2 separate regions of the Ovis aries genome follow, and region 2 is linked to region 1. Evidence: chromatin contacts called from public Hi-C data. All regions are on one chromosome and are shown on one strand. Each heading gives the region's core, a stretch centred on a gene start, on an enhancer-like site or on the middle of the called end of the contact. The rest is flanking DNA. Distances are from core to core; before and after follow the strand shown.

What was found. Hi-C and Micro-C count contacts between places; a contact is called where the count stands out from the background.
Region 2: a Hi-C map of hypothalamus shows a contact between it and region 1, with 2.5 times the contacts expected there. The contact joins the promoter of RNF14 here to the enhancer-like site in region 1. A contact is called at or near these places in 2 of 16 Hi-C or Micro-C datasets (hypothalamus and muscle).

The regions. Positions count from the first base shown.
Region 1 is chr5:50,556,633-50,561,446 of ARS-UI_Ramb_v3.0, reverse strand. No RefSeq gene overlaps it. Among named protein-coding and RNA genes, the nearest start is that of PCDH1, 59 kb to the left of the region's middle. Within about 2 kb of position 2,291, at least 7 of the 54 cell types and tissues checked have an H3K27ac peak or open chromatin away from gene starts, as enhancers often do. A contact at or near this core is called in hypothalamus, where this site is marked.
Region 2 is chr5:50,688,049-50,692,943 of ARS-UI_Ramb_v3.0, reverse strand. It overlaps RNF14 (ring finger protein 14), which reads right to left and starts at 3,359. Exons shown (of 10, transcript XM_060415873.1): 1 at 3,297-3,359; 2 at 662-837.

The DNA.
Region 1 (4,814 bases), core at 1,042-3,541:
TTCTCCAGGGCATCTTTCCGACCCAGAGATCAAACCTGCATCTCCTGCACTGGCAGGCAGATTCTTTACCACTGAGCCAGCAGGGAAGCCCTGAGGAGGGAGGTAGAGCTGTCCATTTACCAGGTGACCTTGGACAAGTCGCTTCCTCCTTGAGATTTCAGAAGCTTGCTGTCCTCTCGGTTGAGGGGTTGGCCTAGAGATGGTCTCACAGTTCTGCCAGTTCAGACATTCCTTGGACCAGAGCTAGTCTCCCTTCCTATATCCATCTCATCCCCAACCTCACCAAGCTTAGGCTCCTCTGTGACCCCCTACCCTCAAGCCTCTTCTAGCAGTATGCCATCTTGGTTGCTGGAGAAGGTTGTGCATCCTCAGAGTAATGGAAGCGAGAGGCACAGCCCCACTTTCAGTCACAGACTCTTACTAATAAGACTCCCTATTTATTGCATACATTATCTCATGCTGCCTGGATATAAAGCCCTGCCCTCCTGACAGGTGATTCACTTTAACCTCCCTGAGCCTCCGTTTCTCCTCTGTAAAAGACACATAACAATAATGATATCTATGTCACTGGGCTTTTATGAGAATTAAATGAGATAAGGCACCTAAAGTATGGTGTCCGAAAGGGATGTAGAGTTCATAAATGTTAGCCTTGTGCAGACAACCTTCCCTACCATGGGTTTTACTTCCGAGGATATGGAGAGCTGGCTGTATTCACTGTACCATGCCATTTTATATAAGGGACTTGAGCATCCTCAGATTTTGGTATCTGCAGGGGCTCCTGGAACCAATCTTCCATGGATACTGAGGGATGACTGTGCCTGTATATAACTACCATCTCTTTTTTAGATAAGGAAATCTAGGCTCAGAAAAGGTAAGTATCACACAGTGAATAAATGAGGGCATTATAATTCAAACCCAGGCTGGCTGATTCTGAGGCTGAGTTGCTGACCATGCTCAAGGCCTCCTACAGGGATGGGACTGATGCCTGCTCTGAGCTGGCCTGGCCTGACTTTCCAGTAGCACCTGCCAACACTCAGAAACCAAAGAGTCACATTGTTTAACCAGGGCTGGGGTCTGAGGCTCCCCTCTAGCCCTTCCTCTAATCCCGCTGTAAACTGGAATCCCTCCACCCCTCTACAATCCTGCTAGGCAATGTCTTACACAGGAAGAGGTGCCAGGTCAGGAGCAGCCTTGGTGCTCCTGGGCTGAGTTCCAGGGCTGAGCCATTGCATCTGGCCTCTGAGCTACAGTTTAGTTGGTCCTGGAGAGAAAACCTGAGCCTGGAGGCTGAGACCTGGCCCTGTGTTGCTCTGGGGCCATCACACAGCCTGTCTGGGCCCTAGATCGTCACAGAGCCGGAGCCGAGATAGACATAGGTCCTTGAACTGAGACAGAGCTGGGAATAGGAAGAGCCAAGGCCCAAGCCTCGGGGGCCCACAGGCTGGGGGTGGGGGCTGAGCCATGGCTCCTTCCCATTCCTATCCTACCCTTCCACCCCCACTAGTCCAGCCTCACTCCCACCCCAACTCCCACTCATTCAGTCATTTCTCTCCCTGGCTTATGGATCTCGGTTGAATGAGAGGAAAGAGAGAGAGGAGTGGGCGAGACAGAGGGGTGTCCACTCTGCTGATGTTAAGCCATTCTCATTCTATGAATGAAGGTGATGTGGGTTCAGGGTGGAGGGAGGTGGGTGGAGAGAAGCACTGGGTAGGGCAGCCTGAGATGGGGTTGCCATGGCAACAGCAGCCTGTCAGAAGCCCTGCCTTCAAAGCTGAGGTGCCAGTGTTGCAGGTTCCTGGGGGAGGAGGATGGCGGATGCATGTCTCAGGTAGGGGAGCAGTTCTGATGTGAGCCCCCTGGGACTCCAGCTCCTGGATTCCAGATCAAAACCCTAACCTGGGAGGGAAGCAGCACCACGAGATGCTTCCTGGCAGACACCTCTCTGCCTCAAACCCTCTCTTGCTGAATGTAAGGCAGGCACGGGGGTGGAATCTACACTGTGGGAGAGGCTGAGATGGAAGTCCTCTGCCAACACTACCCTCTTCGCTTCAAATGAGGCAGGAGGGAGAGGGGCTCTTTCTCTGTGGGGAATGGGGCTTTGCTTTGTCCTCCATGCTGGAGTCAGGGGCCAGGTTCCACCAGCATATGGTCATCTGAGGCCTCTGTCTCCAACTCCCCAAGGGTGGCCTTGGAGCCTGGGAATGGGGTTCAGAGAGAAGCCTGGACTGTGTGTGAGCACTCGGACTGCACACTCACTCCCACCACCTGCTATCGTGACCCTCTGGCCACTAGGGGGGGCCATGGTGCAGCATCCCTAAGAATTGCAGGACAGGTCAGTTCTGAGACCTCAGGCAGCCCAGTGAAGCAGTGTGGCTGGGATGTGGCCCCAGGCCACTTGCCCTGCATGGGGTTGACCCAGTGAATGCAGGCCACAGCAAGACCTGAGGGCCTTCAGGAGGCACCCAGCACCCTGCCACAGCCAGTTCCATCCCAGCCTCCTCGGGCTTGATGCCCAGCTGTCTACTCAGACCTTTCCAGAGACCACCAACCAATCCAAACAGCTCTTAAGCACCCACCACTCACCAACCCTGTGCTGGGCATCACAAGCGAGCCCAGATGTAACAGGGGAGATGGATGCTTGCACAGCCTCCAGCGGCAGGTACTGTCGGCCCTGGAGTCGTGAACACTTGGGTTTGAGTCCTCACTGTGCTTCTACTAATTGGGTGACCTTAGGCAAGTTATTTTACTTAAGCCTCGGTTTCCTCATCTGTAAAATGGTGATATAAATAGTAGCCAGCCCATGGAGCTGTGGCGAGAACATGTGCACAGCTTCCTTTCATCCTTTAGTGCAGCCTTTGGCACACAGGAAACTGTCCACAAAAGTGACTACTGTTACTAGGATGAACCATGTGAACGGTAACGTGGAGAAAGAAGCAACGCGGCAAGGAGTGTTAGAGAAAAGAAAAATTAATCTGCTGAGAGAATCAGGGAGGGCTTCCTGGATGTGGTACCAATTACGAGCCTGAAGGAAGGCTAAGATTCCTGGCTGGTGAAGGACAGAGAGGGTGCACCCAGCAGAAGGAACTTCAACAAGGAAAGGCATTTAGACCTCTCACTTTATTTTTTAATCCCTGTAATGTAAATTGGCAGCCTGAGGGGAGGCGGCACTCTCTCCTACATCCCTATTTCCCCAAGGCTCTCCACCCACCAGGAATCCTGGCCCAGGCTCCTTCCTCCTCTTCCTTTCTCTCATCCCCACTATTTTCCTCTTCCTCCTCCTTCCTGCTTTCCCTCTGGGAAGTAAGCTTAGAGGGAGCAAGTTGCACAAATGATAACCACTACCCTGTGAGGGCTCAGGCCAGTGATTCTCAACCGAGGGTGATTATGTACACCCCGCCCCCCCACCCCCCCCACAACCAACAGACATGGGGCAGCATCTGGAGGCATTTTCGGTTGTTAGGATTGGATGGTGAGGGGAAGCTACTCACTTCTAGTGGGTAGAAGCCAAGGATGCAGCTCAATATCCTAGAATGCTCAGAACTGCGTCCCCCACAATAAAGACATAGCTGGTCCCAAATGTCAGTTCCGCGGAGGCTGAGAAACTGGGCTGAGACCAAGACTGCAGTTGGGGAGAAACTCAGCCTCTGCCCCAGGCCTCTGAGGTTCCTCCTCCGAACCCCTACCCAGGAGGCTCCAATCCCCTCCCCCATCTCTCCTCTTCTAATCGGGCCCTCAGCATCCTCTGGCCTCATACTCCCACCACTCCAGCCTATGCCTCTTCCCCCAGGGTTGTGCCCCCCTTTTTTCCTTCTCTCCCTCTGCTGGGGCTGCGAGGGCCTGTCAGGCAGGAGTCAGCCTGCAGGCTGCACGAGGCTTCCGAGACCGAGCTGCCTGCTGCACTTGGTGCTGCTGGCCCTCTGATTGGCCGAGGCTGCTGTTTCCATGGTGATCCCCAGCAAAGCCTAAGGCCCCCCTTGCCAGTGTCCCCCCCCCCCCCCCCACATAGGCCCTATTCAGTGGCGAGAGCAGCGACAGGCAGGTTAATAAAACGAGAGCCGCGTGAGGAGCCGGGCTGTGGGCCGAGGTCCCAGCATGGAGGCCCGCCCAGAGGAGAGAGGGAAGGGTGGGGGTGGGGAGTGAAGACATGGCTTGCTGCCCAGCCAGGGCCCTTCCCACTCCAGCTGATTGAGGGGACTCGACCCACAGCACATTCTGGGGCTGTCCTAGCCCTGGGGAAACTGGGAGTTCAGCCCCTGGAGTGCACCTTTCTGCCGTGGCCTCTGGAGGCAGTGTCTCCTCCCCACTCAGGACCACAGACCCTGAACGAGGAGTCCTGGGGCGGGGCTGGCAGTGAAAGACTAGAATGGGAATCAGGAAAGAGATGGGGTGAGATGAAGACGAGATGGGAGGGGAGTTGAGGTTGTGGACGGAGGAAAAGATGAAGAAGAGGATGAGGAAGGAGTTGGGGATGAGGCTAAGGGGAAGAAGGAATGAACTGAAGGGAGGAAACAGAGGGTGGAGGATGGCAGATATTGGGGATAGAGGTGAGGACAGGATGGGGATAGGGGGAGAGTTGCTAGAGGGTGCCAGGTGGAAAAAGGATGGGGTTGAAGGTAGCAGGTAGTGATGAGAGATTGGAGCGGCAGCTGGGATTGAGTGAGATGGAAAAGAATGAAGTGTGAGGAGATGGAACAGGCAGTGAAAGGTGAGATGGGGAATGTCTGGGTCTAGGCATAGTTTCTGGCTTGTTCACCACTTATCCCTGGCACACAGCCTGGCCAAAATAGGTGCTAAGTGAGTATATGCTTGTTACA
Region 2 (4,895 bases), core at 2,110-4,609, 130 kb before region 1:
AACAGCATCCCTTTTCCTCAAGAGTTGTGACGATCACAAACATCTCCAGACATAACCAAATATCCACCACCACCCCTGCCACTGGGGAGGGGGAAGAAAATTGCTCCTACTTGAGAACACCCCACTCTAGAGACTGTTAAAAGGATGATAACATGTCAGACAGATAACTGTGGAAGCAGCAAAAAAACATTAAATTTTTGAAATAATATCAAATCAATTTTAAGATTTATCATTATTTTAGGTAACACCAACCGTGAAAATATGCTATAATTAAACTGTACAAATGTTTTTTAATTACAGCAACTGAAAGATACACCACACTGTCAGATAATTCAAACATGCAAAAAAATATGTGTGAGAATCTGTGAAAATTAATAAAACAACCACCAAAAATTACCATTCTATCGATTAAAATACTAGACTGTAACTGTATTTGCAAATATGCTCCCTCTTGGCTGAAATATTTTCTAAATTGGAATGCACAAGGAAAAGTTAGGACGTGGTTTTTCATGTTATAAAAAAGTGACACTACAAAACTCAAATTCATTTAAAATGATTCCATTTTCAAAAAGTACGTTTTCTAGCAGATGATAATGGTTCTGCTTAAGCTGTGTCCCTACCTAAGACACAGTGATATATTCTATTTAAGGTCAGTTAGTACCTGTTAATAACAACTAGAAGAAAAGGATATCAGCACTGGAGTTCGTACTTCAGCCCCAAGTTTGGAACTCATGCAAATCTCATTTATTCTTAAGATGATGGAGATGAGACTGCTGAAGGTGGATAAAAGGCCAAGATGTAGAACTCATACTAGATATACTAGAGAAACCCTGCCATCTGCAGAAAAAAAATACAAAAGATGGTGTTAGCATCCTCTCCAAATTTAAATTCTGAATTTCCACAACCACCACTTAAATCAAGCACATTCTAACACACAGTCAATCCTAATCTACAGCTGCATATTGATCACCTATGTCAGCCTAACTGAGCCATGTGGTTCAAAGGATATTTGCATGTTCCCAATAATCAGAGTGCCGGTCTTATCTGCCTGCCTTCAGCCCTGGGAGGAGCTGAGAACACCAAAGTCACAGAAGACAACAGCACAACATGCCCCCATAACAAACCACTTCCTGCGGTTTTCTTGTTTTTCTTTTTTCTTTCCTTTTCCACTTCTTCTATTCCTTCATTTCCTACCCCTCCAGTTTGTCCTTTTGTCCACTAACGAATTAATCCTGAGAGGGACACTCAACGTTAGGTTAATTTAAGGAAGACAGCAGGGTATTTAAAAACAAAATAATAAAAGTGCTCACACACAAACATTTAAGTCCTATTCTAAATGCTCTACCAGGCTTCTTGAACAGGGAATAAAGGAGAAAGGGAGACTGGTCCATAGATGGGTTCTGGGGAATGCTATGAATATCTTAAAATATGCAAAATATATAAAACAATAATTTTAAAACCATATTTTCAGATGTGTGACTCTCAAATAAGTTAACAATGAAATTTAAGATCAATTTACATTTATCGAGTAGTACTATTATGTATTATGTATGATATATTGTCTTTTCACATCACCCTACATAACTGTAAATGCTTTTTACCACCTGTAGAACATGGTGACAATGTAATTAAGCTTTTTGTTTCTTCCTGTTCAAACATTATAAATGAGGTAAGGTAAAATCACTCAGTCGTATCCAACTCTTTGCGATCCCATGGGCTGTAGCCTACCAGGCTCCTCTGTCCATGGGATTTTCCAGGCAATAGTACTGGAGTGGATTGCCATTTCCTTCTCCAGAGGATCTTCCCGACCCAGGGATCGAACCCGGGTCTCCCACATTGTAGACAGACGCTTAACTGTCTGAACCACCAGGGAAGTCCTATATAAATGAGGTGAAATGAATTTATACGCAGGCTACACCCCAGAGCAATTCAATCAGACATGGGTCATCCAAGTGCACCATGTTATTCTAACGTGCAGCCAGGATTAAGAAACTCTACTCCAAGCTGTTTCCCATTGGCAGCTCCTTATGACCCAACTCACCAGACCCCAGCTTCTGAAGCTGCCATGGGTCCCAGTCCCTTAATTAAAATTGCTGACATGAATTTCTTTGATTCTATTCAGTCTTCAAGACTCACCTCCAAAACCCCTATTCCATATAAAACTTCCAATTAGCATGTCTTCCTTTAAAAACTCAGAAAACTTTTTATTGTAACTTTCCTATGACATTGTCACACCCCACCTTGCATTAGTTTTTCCTCTGAACTTGCGCTTCCTCTCCTCCCAGACTAAATTAGTTCCTTAAGGGCAAGGATCAAGTGTTTTGCCTCTATGTATATTGCTCTCAGAATCTAGCAGTGCTTTAGGTTAGACACTGGAAAAAGTGAGAACTGAACTGGGGTGAGATGTGGTTGCTGCAATGGGGGACTAGAATCAAGATTCAGGGACTGCACTGCCACATCCCACCAGGAGCACGTTGGGTTGGTCGTCACAATAACAGCAAAAAGAGTGAACTCTTACCACGTGTCAGGCATTGTGGTAAGCCCTTTAAATGCACTAACCCGTTAGATTCCCACAACCCCATGAAGAAAGTCCTACACCTATTTCCACTATACACAGAAAAATGACATTTTAAGTCCACGCTGGCTCAAGGTCACAGAGCTAATATAAAAATAAAACGGGATTCAGACCACCTTGTTTCTTCAGCTGTTAACACAGGAACAAGAATAAACCCCGGTGTCACAAGACGAGAGAATTCAAGTTTAATATTACTTTTAGGCAAACCGGAAACCGCTATAAGAGTGAGGGAAGCCCCTCCTCCGCCGGGTTTCCCTCGAGCCTGGGAAAATCCTACTCATTCTCCCAGGCCACACCATGAACGTTTTACCCGTGGGCGGGGGGCCGGGGGGTCAGCATGCCGCTGCCGTGTCTCCACGGCTCACTGCGGGGCGTCTGGAGTCGTTGTTTGCGCGACTCACCTACAGCTGGGGGGCAGGCCCGAGCCCCGCTACCTGCCCCAGCGCTTGGAAACGGAGGACGCTGCGCGCGTGTGAGCCCGCCCAGGGGTCCCGAAGGGGCAGGACCTGGAACTTCCCCTTCCTCCTCTGGGCACCCCGGGGACCTTAGCCGGGCCGGGTCCCGGGTCCGGGGAGTTGAAGACTGCTAAGCAAGCAGTCCGGGCCCGGCCGCCCTTCTCTGCCTCGCGCGCCTGTAGCGCAGTTCCCACCGTACCTTCCGGCTGCCCCACCGCGCCGGGCTCGAAAGTTCCGCCCTCCAACCTAGCTCCGGATCCCCTCACCTCCACTCGCTGGCCCCTCCTGGAGACGCCCCGCTCAACCGGCGGACCGCCTCTTCCGTCTTCGGAGCTGTCAGCTGAGCCGGGCGGATCTGGCTGAGAGGCCTCGGCGAGCGAAGGGCTGTGCGCAGACGCCGTGACCGCCGCGGCCCCTCGGCCGCCCCCCGCAGGTCAAACCGGCGCTGCAGCCGCGACCACTGTCACCGTACCGCTGCCCACCAGACTTAAGACTTCAGTATGCCTGTGGAGACGTTGACACAAATGCAGATTCTGGGGCCCCTGCTGGGAATGTGCCTCGGAATTAGAATTTTTACCAATCACTAGAGGTAAATCACGAGGCAGGGAACTACCTGGGGTAGACCTGCTCCCCCAAGTAGAGAAGGCAAGCCTCTTCTACCTCCCGGGATCCCGGTCTCAGAAATGCTACCTATCTTTCTGGCACCTCCACTATGAAGGCATTCTCTCATTGGTCATATTGTAACTGTAATAACTACAGTGTTTATTAAGCATAGGAATGCTTCAAGTCCTGTACTCATGATTTTATGTAAATGTTCACTTCATTATAACCTTATACTTTAGATACTATTTGTTATTCCTGCTTTACAAGTGAGGAAATTGAGAAAGGTTCAAGAATTTACCAAAGCGTATAGGCTGAGTGGGAATTAAAATTACATGTCCCCTACTACCTCATGCCATATGCAAAAATTAACTCAAAATATAGCAAAGACCTAAAGGTAAGCAATAAAACTAAAAAATCTCTTACAAGAAAATGTTGGATTAAATCATGAACTTGGATTATGCAATAGGTTCTTAGGAACAAAAGCACAAGAAATAAAAGAAAAATAAATTAGATTCATCAAAATTAAAAACTTCTGTGCTTCAAAGGGCATTATCAAGAAAAGACAACCCACAGAATAGGGGAACAAATTTGAAAATCATATGTCTGACAAAGGTTTAAAAGCCAGAACATATAAAGAACTACAACTCAACAACAGAAAGACCAATAACTCAATTTAAAAATGGGCAAAGGATGTGAATAGACATTTCTCCAAAGAAGATATACAAATGTTTAGTAAGCATGTGAAAAAAGGCTCGTCATTAGTCATCAGTTTAGTTTCAGTTCAGTCGCTCAGTCGTGTCCGACTCTTTGCAACCCCACGAATTGCAGCATGCCAGGCCTCCCTGTCCATCACCAACTCTCGGAGTTCACTCAGACTCACTTCCATCAAGTCAGTGATGCCATCCAGTGATTTCATCCTCTGTCGTCCCCTTCTCCTCCTGCCCCCAGTCCCTCCCAGCATCAGAGTCTTTTCCAATGAGTCAGCTCTTTGCATGGGTGGCCAAAGTACTGGAGCTTCAGCTTTACATCATTCCTTCCAAAGAAATCTCAGGGCTGATCTCCTTCAGAATGGACTGGTTGGATCTCCTTGCAGTCCAAGGGACTCTCAAGAGTCTTCTCCAACACCACAGTTCAAAAGCATCAATTCTTCGGCGCTCAGCTTTCTTCACAGTCCAACTTGCACATCCATACATGACCACAAGAAAAACCATAGCCTTGACTAGACAGACCTTAGTCGGCAAAGTAATGTCTCTGCTTTTGAA